Regions from separate parts of the Cyprinus carpio genome. Here region 2 is linked to region 1. A link is a contact called in public Hi-C data. All regions are on one chromosome and are shown on one strand. Each heading gives the region's core, a stretch centred on a gene start, on an enhancer-like site or on the middle of the called end of the contact. The rest is flanking DNA. Distances are from core to core; before and after follow the strand shown. Region 1 holds the start of LOC109069638 (protein unc-45 homolog B-like). Region 2 holds the start of ca8h9orf116 (UPF0691 protein C9orf116 homolog).

Region 1 (5,755 bases), core at 1,281-3,780:
ATCAATCATTTAAAATAATAAATATATAATATATAATACAGCATCTTAATATCTTAATATGTGCATGAAATATATTACATTATATCATATTATATATTGTTTTTTGCTCCAAATAATAAATGCAGAGAGTGTGCTGATTTAGGGATATTTTCTTACCCACAAAAATAAGCATATTCATAAAAAAATAAAATAAAGTCCCCCCCCCCACATACATTTTTAATTTATGCTTAAAAATAGGGGAAATCTTATTTTAATATAAAATAAAACCAAAAATAATACTAATTAATTTAACATAAATTCTCTAAAAAACAAGTCTCATATTAATTTATACTGTATGCATATTTATTTACAATCGTAGTTATCTTAATTGGTGCAATTTTGTGAGGATGTTTAAATATTTTTAGAGAAAAAAAGATTAGAAAATGATTATTTTGCTGTTCCTCACCCGTGCTCTGTGGCCTGTGCACATTCCTGACAGGGTTCGTATGGCAGCCAGAATCATCTCAGGTTTTCCTGTGTCAATGAGCTGCACGAGTAAAGGCATACCGTTGTTCTGGAATATTCTCTCTGCACCCGCGTCCTCTCTGGCCAGGACAATCAGGTTGTTGGCAGCCTAGTGGACCCAACAAACAAGTTCAGATTTACTGAGAATCATGTGACTGCGTTTAACACTAATTTAGCTTTTGCTTTACTCTTGAAAGCTAAAAGGGAACAGGAGATGAAATTGTTCAAACCTTTTCTTGCTTTTCCTTATCTGATTCATCTGAAAATAGGATGTCAAACATATTCTGTACTCTGGAGTCTGTTGAGAAGGTTGTTTTCAGCTGTAGAGAGAATCAGATATGCTCTTTAGAAACTCAGATGTACATTATGTGAACTTAAAAGCATTTTTACAGAAATGATCATCACCTTCTGTTGGATCTCAGCTCCGAGTCTTCTGAGGGTCTCGAGGAACGTCTTGTTTTTAGGCTCTATGGTTGCACATCTCTGGACGTCCTTGAAGGCCATGTCCAGTTTGCCAAGCTTCTCGAGCGCTTGACATCTTCTGTACAGAGCCTTGATGTCTGCGGCATCCACATCGATAGCTAATTGGTCAGAAGAAACAGATTTTTTAATGGATCAATAGTAACAGTAATAGTTGATGGTATAATGAAACCTGAAACCAGAACATATATATATATATATATATATATATATATATACATATATATATATAAGAATAATGAATTTGTGAATCATTTTACCTTTACTGGCATCTGATACTGCATTGTTATAATTTTCCTGGAAAACAAGACATTGAATTAAATTCATGCAGAAATATGATGTGTTTTATATAGGCTTGTAATGTGTAAAGGATTCTTACCTTTTTCAGGAAACAGGCTGATCTGTTCCTGTAGATGACAGCAAGCGCCGTCTTGTCTTTACAGGACTTAATGGCTTTAGTGTAGCACTCAATGGCTTTGTCGATTTCTCCGGCTTGGAAGTGCTTGTTGCCCTCTTCCTTTAACTGGACTGGATCTGCAATTTCTCCCATCTAACAGAGAATGTAACCATTTAAAAGGTAACATATTGTTCACATGCAACTCTTTTCTGTTTACAGTCAAATTCATTCAAGTGTTACATTTAAACATATTTTTTAATTGAGCTTTCAGACAATATACTTGCACACAACATTAAATCAGCAGCATTTGTTTTCTAAAAACATGTAATTATTAATATTAATAGAATTATTATTTAAATATTTTTTAAAAAATATAAAAATTATGCAACAAATACCACTTAAATTACATGGTTTTTTTTTTTTACTAAAGTAGCAGAATTAATCTCTTTAAAAATTATGTAATTATTAATATTATTACAATTATTATTGTATTATTTAAGTGTGTGTGTCTTTGTGTGTGTGTGTGTGTGTGTTTGTGTGTATGTGTGTGTGTGTGTGTGTGTGTGTAAAATAAACACTTAAAAGCATATTTTGAATGTTTTCTTTCCACTAGTCTGAAACAACATTTTATGAAAAATCTAAAATTGACCAGTGCATGGAGAAAAAACAACAACAACAACAACAACAACAAAACAGTGTTCTTGACTGTAGTGTCTTGCATTAATTACAAACTTTTAATCCTAACACATTGTTCATTCTTGCAACATTCAAACGTAGCACATCAAAACATGTTCAAATTTCCTTTTTGTGTGCCAATCCTTCAGTGTTCTCAAGCAAATGGTCAAGCACATGTTATCTCTGACTTTAACTGTCTGACCCTCATGCCTTATTTGGGCAACAAATAGAGGTCTGACCTCCACAATACTGCACACAGTCAGTGGCAACTTCTGTTATCTATACATCATATATATTCCCCTCTATAGATTATGCATTCAAAAACAAGCACTGTTGCATGTGATCATAGTTACATACCGTCATTGAAGTCGATTCTGCTTCGTCGTATGAGGAAAGTCTGTCCTGTGTGTAGTTTCTTGTCGTTTGGGTTTATCAGTCGTAACAGCCCCCCAAGAGTCACTTATATATATCTTGCACATGGGGGGGGGGCATACCAGAATAATGGATGGATCCATTTTATTATGAGGGGTGGCAAGGTCTTCATCCACCCCACCTGTTCATACAAATGCATTTTGCATCTTACCAATGACAACCTGTGATTATATCTTTCAGGATTTGTTGTTATTCCACGTCATGCTGATTGTTTATTCCTGTGATGGTAGATTCATTTTAGTTTGCAGATAAGTGGACACCCCTTATATCAGTGAAATGGCCCCTCTCTGATATGGTCTATTTAGGGAGAGAGAATGACAGCTGAGAAATCAGTAGCAAATGTCCTGAGCCGACCGATGGGAGGGGGGGAGGAGGTGTGTGTCCCAACAGCTGGGGCGGTGCAGGTCTGACTGGTACTTTCTAGAATGGAAGAACTCTCGAAGATGGTAGTAAAGAACTGGGGGAAGGTGTTACAATGTAACAAAACATCCTGCAAACTTCTGGGAGGTGCTGGTGAGTCACAACACTACTGCTACTACTTATTATCACTACATTATATATCATGCACAATTATAAATTAAATATGATTAAAACTGTTAGTATTAATATCATGTTAAAATAAAATTGCTTTTGTTTTTGGACAAAAATAAGGTAAAAACACAAACCCACAGACTTTTTGCCTAATCTATTCAGTTATTGATATAAAATCAATATGCATGCCCTGTTGTCACCCTGTTATTGAAAAATATTTTTCCGTGTTGTAATTGAAGATTATTCATTTACAAATAAATACTATTTTAGTCTTTCCACTTAAAAATGTCATGTTTAATTCATATTTAATCTGTTACTTGCCATTTCTTTGTGAAAATTAAAAGCAATTTCTTTGTGAAAACTGTTTCAACACTAAATTTTATGTATACTGTATAAAAGGAAATGAATGATGAGATATTTTCACTGGCAATATTGATACTAATATCTAAGCAAGTTGGCAATATAACATCAATATATAGACTGTTAGGGGTCAGTAACAGGTTTATTTTTTTAATTAATATTTTTCCTTAAAAAAATTACATTGAATGGATCAAAAGTTGCATTTAAGACATTTATAATATATACAAAAGATTTCTATTTTTCTAATGTTTCTTAAAGTACTAAATCAACGTATTAGATTGATTTCTGAAGGATCATGTGACTCTGAAGACTGGAGTAATGAGGATGAAAATTCAGCTTTGCCATCACCGTAATTAATTACATTTAAAAATACATTCAAATAGAAACTGTCACTGTTATTTTAACTTGTAATATTTTACAATATTACTGCTTTAACTGTTTTTTTGATCAAATGATTGCAGCCTTTGTGAGTGCAAGAGACTTCTTTCAAACATATATAAAATCTTACTGACCCCAAACATTTGAATATTAGTTCATACTGTAGATAACATAATGGGATCATCTGTACATAATACATTTATTCACAAACAATGCACGTCGCAATAATCTCAAAATGGCCAAATACTATGGGATTAGATCTCTGCTATAATTCTGTGGGCAAACTATCATATTTTGAGCGCGCAAAAGTGCGTTTTGCATACGTGCGAACGGAGTCTCGCAAAGAAGAAAGTCTCGCAAAGAAGAAAGTATTTTGAGCGCACGAAAATCAATTTTTGCTGCCTTGACAACCAATACCAACATTCCTTGCATTACAATGACAACAGAAGAGGAAAAATACAGTGCATGCATAATTATTATCCAAGTTGATATTGTTTTTTGTTTTTTTCAAGCACATTTTACCAATTCCAAACTACATCAATCTTAATAACTACTATTAATCTAGTATTTAATCATTTATAATTGATATATAATTATTCATGAAGGCTGGAAGTGAAAAATGTTCAGGTGTGCATAAATATTAAGCAGATATTAAGCAGATTTTCATTTACAGATAAAATGAGCCAAAAAAGATATTTAACTCAGACTGAAAGTCAAAAATTATTAAATGCCCATTACAAATATTCCAAACTAATGCAATACTAGAAATAGCAAAGTTAATGTATAACCACTGGACAGCAAAATGCTCAGTGGTTCAGCAGGGTCAGTCAAAAACATGTGTAGAAGAAAAGATGCATGTTTACTGCAAAAGAATTAAGGTAAAGGATTAGAAATCACAAGGAACCATTTAGTCTCCAGCGCCACCATTTTCCAGAACTGCAACCTACCTGGAGTATCGGTGTCAGGTTCTCAGAGACTTAGGTTAAGTATAGAATCCTAAAAATGACCCCTACTTAATAAGAATCACACACTGAAGTGTAGTAAAATACTTGAAGACTGATATATATATATATATATATAGACCAGATAAGTTGAGAGTGACTCTGGAAGGACCAGCACCACATCCTCTTGTACCACTGTTTGAAGAATTTATCTTCCAGAATCTGGCAGTAAGTTTTGGAAGTTAATTTTTAGTCCATCTCAAGATTATATCTGTAGAAGATAACCTGATTAATAATTATGCACACCTGAATATAAAGCATTTTTCACTTCCAGCCTTCATGAACAATTATATATCTGTTATAAGTGATTAAATACAAGATTATTAGTAGTTATTAAGATTGATGTTGTTTGGAATTGGTAAAACGTACTTGGAAAAAAAATATAATCAGAATATCAACTTGCATAATAATTATGTATGCACCGTATTTTTCCTCTTCTGCTGCCATGGTAATGCAAGGAATGTTGTGAATGGTTGTCAAGGCAGCCAATCAGAATTTAGCAGTCTTGTCTCTGATTGGCTGTAATTATGGCATATTGTAACGCTGGGTTGTGTTGAGCATAGAGAGCACTGAGGGCGGGCATCAAGGGAGAAAGCTAGTGAAACGTTGCACGCGCAAAAGAGGAGGTCTGCACACATCCAAAAACTTGATTTAGATTTTAGTGCGCTCTAAATACTTTTTTCTTTGCGAGACGAACATTTTCTCCACAAAACTCAGATTGCACACTTGCAAAATGCACTCAAAATATCTTCTTTTGCACGCAGAACTGTGGCAGAGATCTAACCCCAAAAAATACTGATTGACATGAAATTCACACCATTAACACAAAGTTAATTTATAATAATGATTTAATAAATTATGGCCTCAAAACAAACAAAGGTGCATTAATAATATTCAAAAGACATTTCTGACATGGCATTTAAAAATCAGAAGCGCACTAGCATCTATCATCAAGCAATCATTTGGATGCTTCTAGGAAAAGGATCTTCTGAGAGAA
Region 2 (6,658 bases), core at 2,890-5,389, 140 kb after region 1:
GATTGTTTAATTTTTCAATCATTGTTTAATTTAACATTTTTATTATTAATTATATATTTTTTTTCCATTGTTCCTGTATCTCTTGGATTTTTGTCTTGTCTGTAAAGATGCTTTGGAGCAATTCTTTTTTTTGTTTTAATTTTTATTTTTTTTATACATACTGTGCATTATAAAACAGTATATTGAGTGCTATACAAATAAATTGAATGGAATTTTATGAAATTGTATGGAATTTTTTGTGAAAAGTTCAGTTTTTGTGCCTTATCGATGTGTATTAGCTAAGCAATAATCTGTATGCTAGGTAGCTTGACAAACACAACTTAAAATTAATATATCGTTAGAGAGAAACAATAAAAATTCTATATTAAACAAAATTATATATTAAAATTTACACCCTTTCTCTTATGGAAAAAACATCAAAAATATTGATGATGTATTTTGCATATTAAAATGTTGTCCAATAAAATGCACTCTTGAAAATGTTCTCAAATAATAATAATAATTTCATGCAGCAAATTGTTGTTCTTACTCATTTTCTGCCAAAATATTCATATAATATTCTGATGTGTTGAATTTGTTTATTTTCAGTTGGAGATTGCTCAGAAACATCCAGACATCTATGCCGTCCCTATGAAGTCTCAGAAACTGGACCACAGCAGGCCTCAACCTATTGGGTAAGAGTCTGGAGCAGTATTGTTTATCGTCAGTGGTGTAGCAATGTATCAAGCACTGCTTGCACAGAAGTTACTTTCAAACCACACAGCTTTTTTGTTGGTTAACGTGGCAAATTGGCATGACCAACTCAAAATTGTTGTGAAAACAAATTCCCAATTACATGGATTCCTATTAAACCAACTAGATTTCACCTACAAAAATTTGCTGAATAAATGTGACCGTACCTTAAAGGTTGTTACCCAGAAATTAAAATTGTGTCACTATTAACTCACCCTCAAGGTGTTCCAAACCTGTATCAGTTTATTTTCTCTGCTGAACACAAAACAAGATATTCTGAAAAACAGTGCTAACCAAACTGTTGCTGGTAGCCATTGACTTATATAGTATGCAAAAAAATCTGGAAGTCAATAGCTACCAACAACTGAGTGGGCGAGTAAATGACAGAATTTTCAATTTTGCTTCCTGTCCCTTTAAGTGTCAAAAAGTGCAGTCAATCATTCACTTATGTTGCTGCATTTGCTTTGTGTGCAGCTCCAGTGCGCGACCAGAGCCCCAGACGCCTCCTTGCAAGCTGCCGTACACAGAGAGCCGCCCGCTCGGCCTTGGCGAGGAGCCCGGAGAGGGATTTCAACATCAGCTGGCAGAGCAGACCAAGCGCGGCTATTACACCACCACACAAAAGTATCAGGACACTGAGCTGTAGAGTTCCTCTGCTTCGGCTCACCGCACAGCTTCACCATTCCACCGGGGCGCCGCCCTGCACCAAAACTGCTGCTGACTTGGAAGTCCTGTTTGCTTTTAAGTTTCCCACGCTTATATTTGTCTTTTTCACTTCAAAGAAGTTACACTTTCTGTCCATGAGGACAGAATCTTATTGTTTTTATATATATATATCAATCTATTTGCATTAGTTTTGTTTCCCTCCATGTGATCCGAGAACCATGTTTTCTTGCCTATGCAATTTTTTAAGTTTCTGCCACGCAACAGAAACGTCCCGCCACGAGTTTCTCTCTCTCTTCGCTCCATGAAAACCTTAAACGTGTCGTGTGCTACAGACCCGCTTTTTGTTACTTTCTTTTTATAAACCTGATAAAGCAAAACTGTTTTAAATCATCACTCTCTTTAAGGTTTATACTGTCTTTACATTCCTTCATTTCTGATCATGTGTGTATATGATGTGAGACAATACACTGGATTTTGTTACAACATTTTGAAGTGCCTTTTACTTTACGAATAACATTGGAGGTCTGTGGACTTGACAATCCAGCCCTCTGGACAATATTTTTTGCTGCTTACAGCTCCAAGGAAAAACAGGGAAAAGTCAACACCAAAACCCTTAATACCATCCGCCCATGTCCTCAGTGTAGCGACAGCAACGACTGACGAGTTTCCAAAGGGACGCTTCATGATTCAGGTTGATGCTGGTTGGTTCTCGAGATTGAAATTGCTGTTGTCACGGTTTATCTTATGTCAGCCCAACCGCATTATGTTCTTAACACGCTTGATTGTACGTTGGTCCGCTTTTACCTCCACACACTGATTCAAAGTGCTTCTAAAACTCGTGGATTATATTTTGATGGCTTCCACTGTGTGTGAGGGTCACACGCTGAGAGAATATTCCCTGGACATTTACGTTCAGGTCTACTGTGGAATTTCACTCTACTACACCAAATAAAAGAACCTATATTGACATTCTTGACGTAGTTGTGCTTCTTATTAATTCAACAGGAAGTGTCTTGGAATCCATCATCACGCATCGTTCCAAACAAGATATTTTGGAGAACGTTGGGAACCAAACAACATTTGAACCCACTGACATAAAACACAAAATATATTTTATGTTTCACAGAAGAAAGTCATATAGGTTTGGAACAACATGAGGGTAAGTAACTGTCCTTGAAAACACCCCAATAACAGAAAGTGATCAAAGCATTACTACATCACAATTTAGCCTGACTTGTTTATTACTTTACTGTACAAACAAAATGGAGATTGTTTTTACTGAGATTTCCCATCTGTGTGGTATAAGTAATGGAAATTGATTCTGTCGTGAAACGTGGTCGTTGCATCGGGTCCAGTGAGTCGGCTCTTGTCCAGCGCCGTGTTGAAGCCGTTATCCTTGTACATGCCGCTTCTCAGAAGATGCTCAGAAAACTTCCGACGACTTCCGTTAAAGGTTATCTGAAAAATAAACAGTATGTGTAAATACTATTGTCTGAATAATCTTAACGATAGGTCAACGTGTGCTGCATACTCACCGGCATTTCATGAACTGTTGGTTTCTTGCTTCCATATGTTTGATTTGTTGTTTGGTATAAAGGGTTGATCATTTTTTGCCTGGAAAGCATATTGAGGCTTATTATTCTTAGTATTCTATTACATGAAAATGGGATCAACAACATATATATATATATATATATATATATATATATATATATATATATACAAACACACACACACACACTGCTGCTCAAAAGTTTGGGATCAGTAAGATTTTTAATGTGATGTAAAGAAGTCTCTTGTAGAATTGTTTGTTGAATTTATTTGATGAATGTTACAGTAAAAAGTAATAATGTAAAGGTTTATTTTTATGTTTTCTATTGTAATATACTTTAAAATATAATTTATTTCTGTGATGAAAAGCTCTTTTTTATCATCATTACTCCAGTCTTCAGTGTCACATGATCCTTCAGAAATCATTCTAATATGCTGATTTATTATCAATGTTGGAAACTGTTGTGCTACTTAATATATTTTTGGAACCTTTGATACTTTTTTCGGGATTATTTGATGAATAAAGTTAAAAAGAACAGCATTTATTTAAAATATAAATATTTTCTAACAATAGAAGTCTTTATTATCACTTATTTTTTATTTTAATTTTTACCAATTTAACATCCCTTCTTAATAAAAGTATTAGTTTCTTTAAAAAAAATAAATAATAAATAAAAAAATACTGACCCAAACTTTTGAACGGTAACGTTAGTGTATAATGTAACAAAATATTTCTATTTTGAATAAATGCTGTTGTTTCTAACTTTTTATTCATCAAATAATTATGAAAGAATAGTCTATTAATATATATATATATATATATATATATATATATAATGAATAAACGAATAAATAAATTTAGGTCCCACATGATGCACTGCGGCTGAATGTTTGTTCTCACCTGTATCCTCTGAAACACTCCGGATTATTGAAGCGAGCTGGTAAATTTATATCCACCTTGTACACATCGCTTGTCTTTATTTCAGTTGTATTAAACAACGGTTCAGGCTCCGTTCTTGTTCCTTCATCTGCGGAATGATCGTCCATTTTTCCGTTTGCTTCAAGCCCCCAGTGAGTCTTTATGCATCCCGTACGCGTGGTTGCTATCAACATTGTAACTAAGTAACGTGTTGAGCTTTGATCTCGCCGCCACGCGGTCACGTGGTTAATGGAGCTCTCAATAGTTTTGAATGGGTTTAATCGGGACAGGCAGCAGTTCCACTATATTAGTTGGCAACACCTAATGTGCATTGATTGTGCATTAATAACTAAACTGACTACGCTTTACAAGATGCCACATTCGACTGCTCCATACAAGTTGATGAGTCCGCCACTCAATAAAAAATAACAACGCCTACATTTAAATTCCTGACCAAACTGGATAAACTTTCCCAGGTAAGAATGTGTTGGTTTGTGTGTTTAATCTGAATTTACTCAGTAAGCCTATTAAAGGTTTTTAATCTAAAGTAGCCTAGCGTTTAAATGTTCTTTTGGTTAACGACTATTAGTAAAGTAAAGAGAAACAAGTATTCAAATGTAAACAAATTGTACATAATTTTTATTTAGTAAAAAAAAAAAAAAAAAAAACATTTAAACATGATTTACACATTACCATTTTCTTGATCTATCTGCATCAGCTGCATATTGCACCAATGCTGAGGAAAGTTACATAGAAAAAAAACCTACAATATCTTGTCTGGGCTGGGCTTGCTTCTGTACAGTTAAGGGCGCAGCTCAAACAAACCTTTCAGCTTTGCTACCATTCTGGATTTCATGAAGTATAAGATGCAGGAAGAAAGTTCAGCACTCTTAAGCAATAAAAAACAAAACAAAAAAATTTTTTTAAACCCATTTGTTCTGTTTATCTAAAGTATTTTTTGTACAATTATTGCACTGTGATGAAATTTGTTTTATTACAAAAGCAAATAGATACAAATGCATACTAAAATTAGCACATTCAGGTCAGACATCCACAGACCTATACGGACAACAAAAGAACATCTGATTCAACCATTATTACTTCTTTACAAAATAAATTATTCTTAGATTCATTTATTTAGACATCATGCAACCACTTCTACATGAACCTGTAACACACTTCTTACATTTACATTACATCACATAGTTTTCTTCTACATAGAAAATAATAGTAAAACCCAGATTTAGGGCCTCTTGATTTCAGCTGGAACTGATGTTTAGATTTTCCAGCTGCTTGACTGTTTTAAATGCTGCATATGAAATGTCATGCTGCATACCCTTTACAAACATTTTGAGTTATCATCCAGAATTTCCACTCCTTGGATTGTATGCAGTTTAATTAATTTCAAACCTAAAATGAAAACAATACAGATTTCAGAGGCCTGTCATCAAGTCTCAAGTGCCACAACACAGGGAAGTAGGTGTTGGCATGGTTGGCTTTTTATGGAAGTGGGAAGTGTGCATTTATGCAAGTGAAACATTGAAATGTTTCCTCTTCATGCATTTGCTTCCCACCTGTTTTGAGTTTCTCCTCGCTGATAAACAAACTGCCACAGTGCATTATTACTCACGGTACGAGTTTGAGTCTGGCCTAGCGCGTACCAAAAGTAATAATGGACTGTGAAGCAGTTAAAAAGGGCTCCTTTCTTCTCATCAAGGCACAACTTTGTCAAATTAAACAGTGTATATGGTTTTAAAACATGCAGAATGTAGACATATTTAATTTTTTTTGTACTTTTCCTTTTGCAGACTTCAGAAGTTACATCTTAGTCTTCACTTTTCTCCATTAGTGACCCTCAGAGGTGCCTGAATAATTCTGAGAAGTTAAGTCCATCCATTGCTGCAGTGGTGTAGAAAAACATGTAATGCTTCAAACAATGCAGTATTGTTAGACTAATTAACAGAGGCTTCTCTATCAGAAATCACATTGTTCAGAATAATACTGAAAAGTTCCAGTCTAACAAGGCCTCATAATTATTATAAACATGCAGTAGGCAAACCATTCTATATAAATATAAATACACGCAGGAAACAAATCATTTAACAATTCAACGCCCTGCTTAATATTACAATTTGCCAACAGAGGGCGTGATATAGTGTGATAAAAAATTAGGCTACAAAATTAGGTTTCTAAAATGTTAAAACTAATGTTTTATTAAATAAAACAGATTAGAATGCTCTTTAATTATTGTATAATACTTTTTCAGTAAAATCAGGTGATCTAATAAAAAGGGAAAAGTCTCTCACATAATCCATAGCATTTTATACTGACAACAAGACATCTAAATTATGCATTAAGGCAACTTTGGGAGTAAAGCCAACGGCCAGCTGAAACATACTGCAATACTTATCATTGCAGTGTCCATATATATATTAAATATTACTGTAATGAACTTAAATATTACCAAAACTTGGCGTAGGCCTAAATAAAGTAGCTCCAAAAAGCAGTGACATATTGTTCATGTAGCATGTAATGTAAAGTTTGACCCAAAAAGCTTGGAAAAATGTTAGTTCTATAAACTCTACCTGAAAATGATGGATCTGTTTCCAAATATGTGCTGGTCCAGGTCCATAGACGAATGTTTGAGCTCCAGAAACAGGACTTTAGTGATGTGGTCATTGTAGAACTGTACAGCTCTGTCCGGACATGTGAGAAATGAAATGCCTTTGTCCTGTTAGAGGTTCTTTTTATTTAACCTTCCTGTGTAAGAGAGGAATCAGGATGGTCATT

What was found. A called contact is a pair of places that touch in the nucleus more often than the background predicts.
Region 2: a Hi-C map of red blood cells shows a contact between it and region 1, with 3 times the contacts expected there. The contact joins the promoter of ca8h9orf116 here to the promoter of LOC109069638 in region 1. A contact is called at or near these places in 2 of 8 Hi-C or Micro-C datasets (red blood cells and skeletal muscle).

What each region holds. Positions count from the first base shown.
Region 1 is chrA8:6,013,613-6,019,367 of ASM1834038v1, forward strand. LOC109069638 (protein unc-45 homolog B-like) reads right to left here and starts at 2,531. Exons shown (of 20, transcript XM_042761779.1): 1 at 2,414-2,531; 2 at 1,364-1,534; 3 at 1,245-1,281; 4 at 910-1,085; 5 at 735-824; 6 at 446-613. The coding sequence starts at 2,419. LOC109069646 (phosphatidylinositol 4-phosphate 5-kinase type-1 beta-like) reads right to left here. Exons shown (of 15, transcript XM_042761780.1): 15 at 5,589-5,755.
Region 2 is chrA8:6,154,018-6,160,675 of ASM1834038v1, forward strand. ca8h9orf116 (UPF0691 protein C9orf116 homolog) reads right to left here and starts at 4,140. Exons shown (of 3, transcript XM_019108907.2): 1 at 3,851-4,140; 2 at 2,934-3,012; 3 at 2,537-2,856. The coding sequence starts at 4,062. The coding sequence ends at 2,674. LOC109094839 (tight junction protein ZO-2-like) reads left to right here. Exons shown (of 23, transcript XM_042761785.1): 22 at 589-674; 23 at 1,207-2,367. The coding sequence ends at 1,378.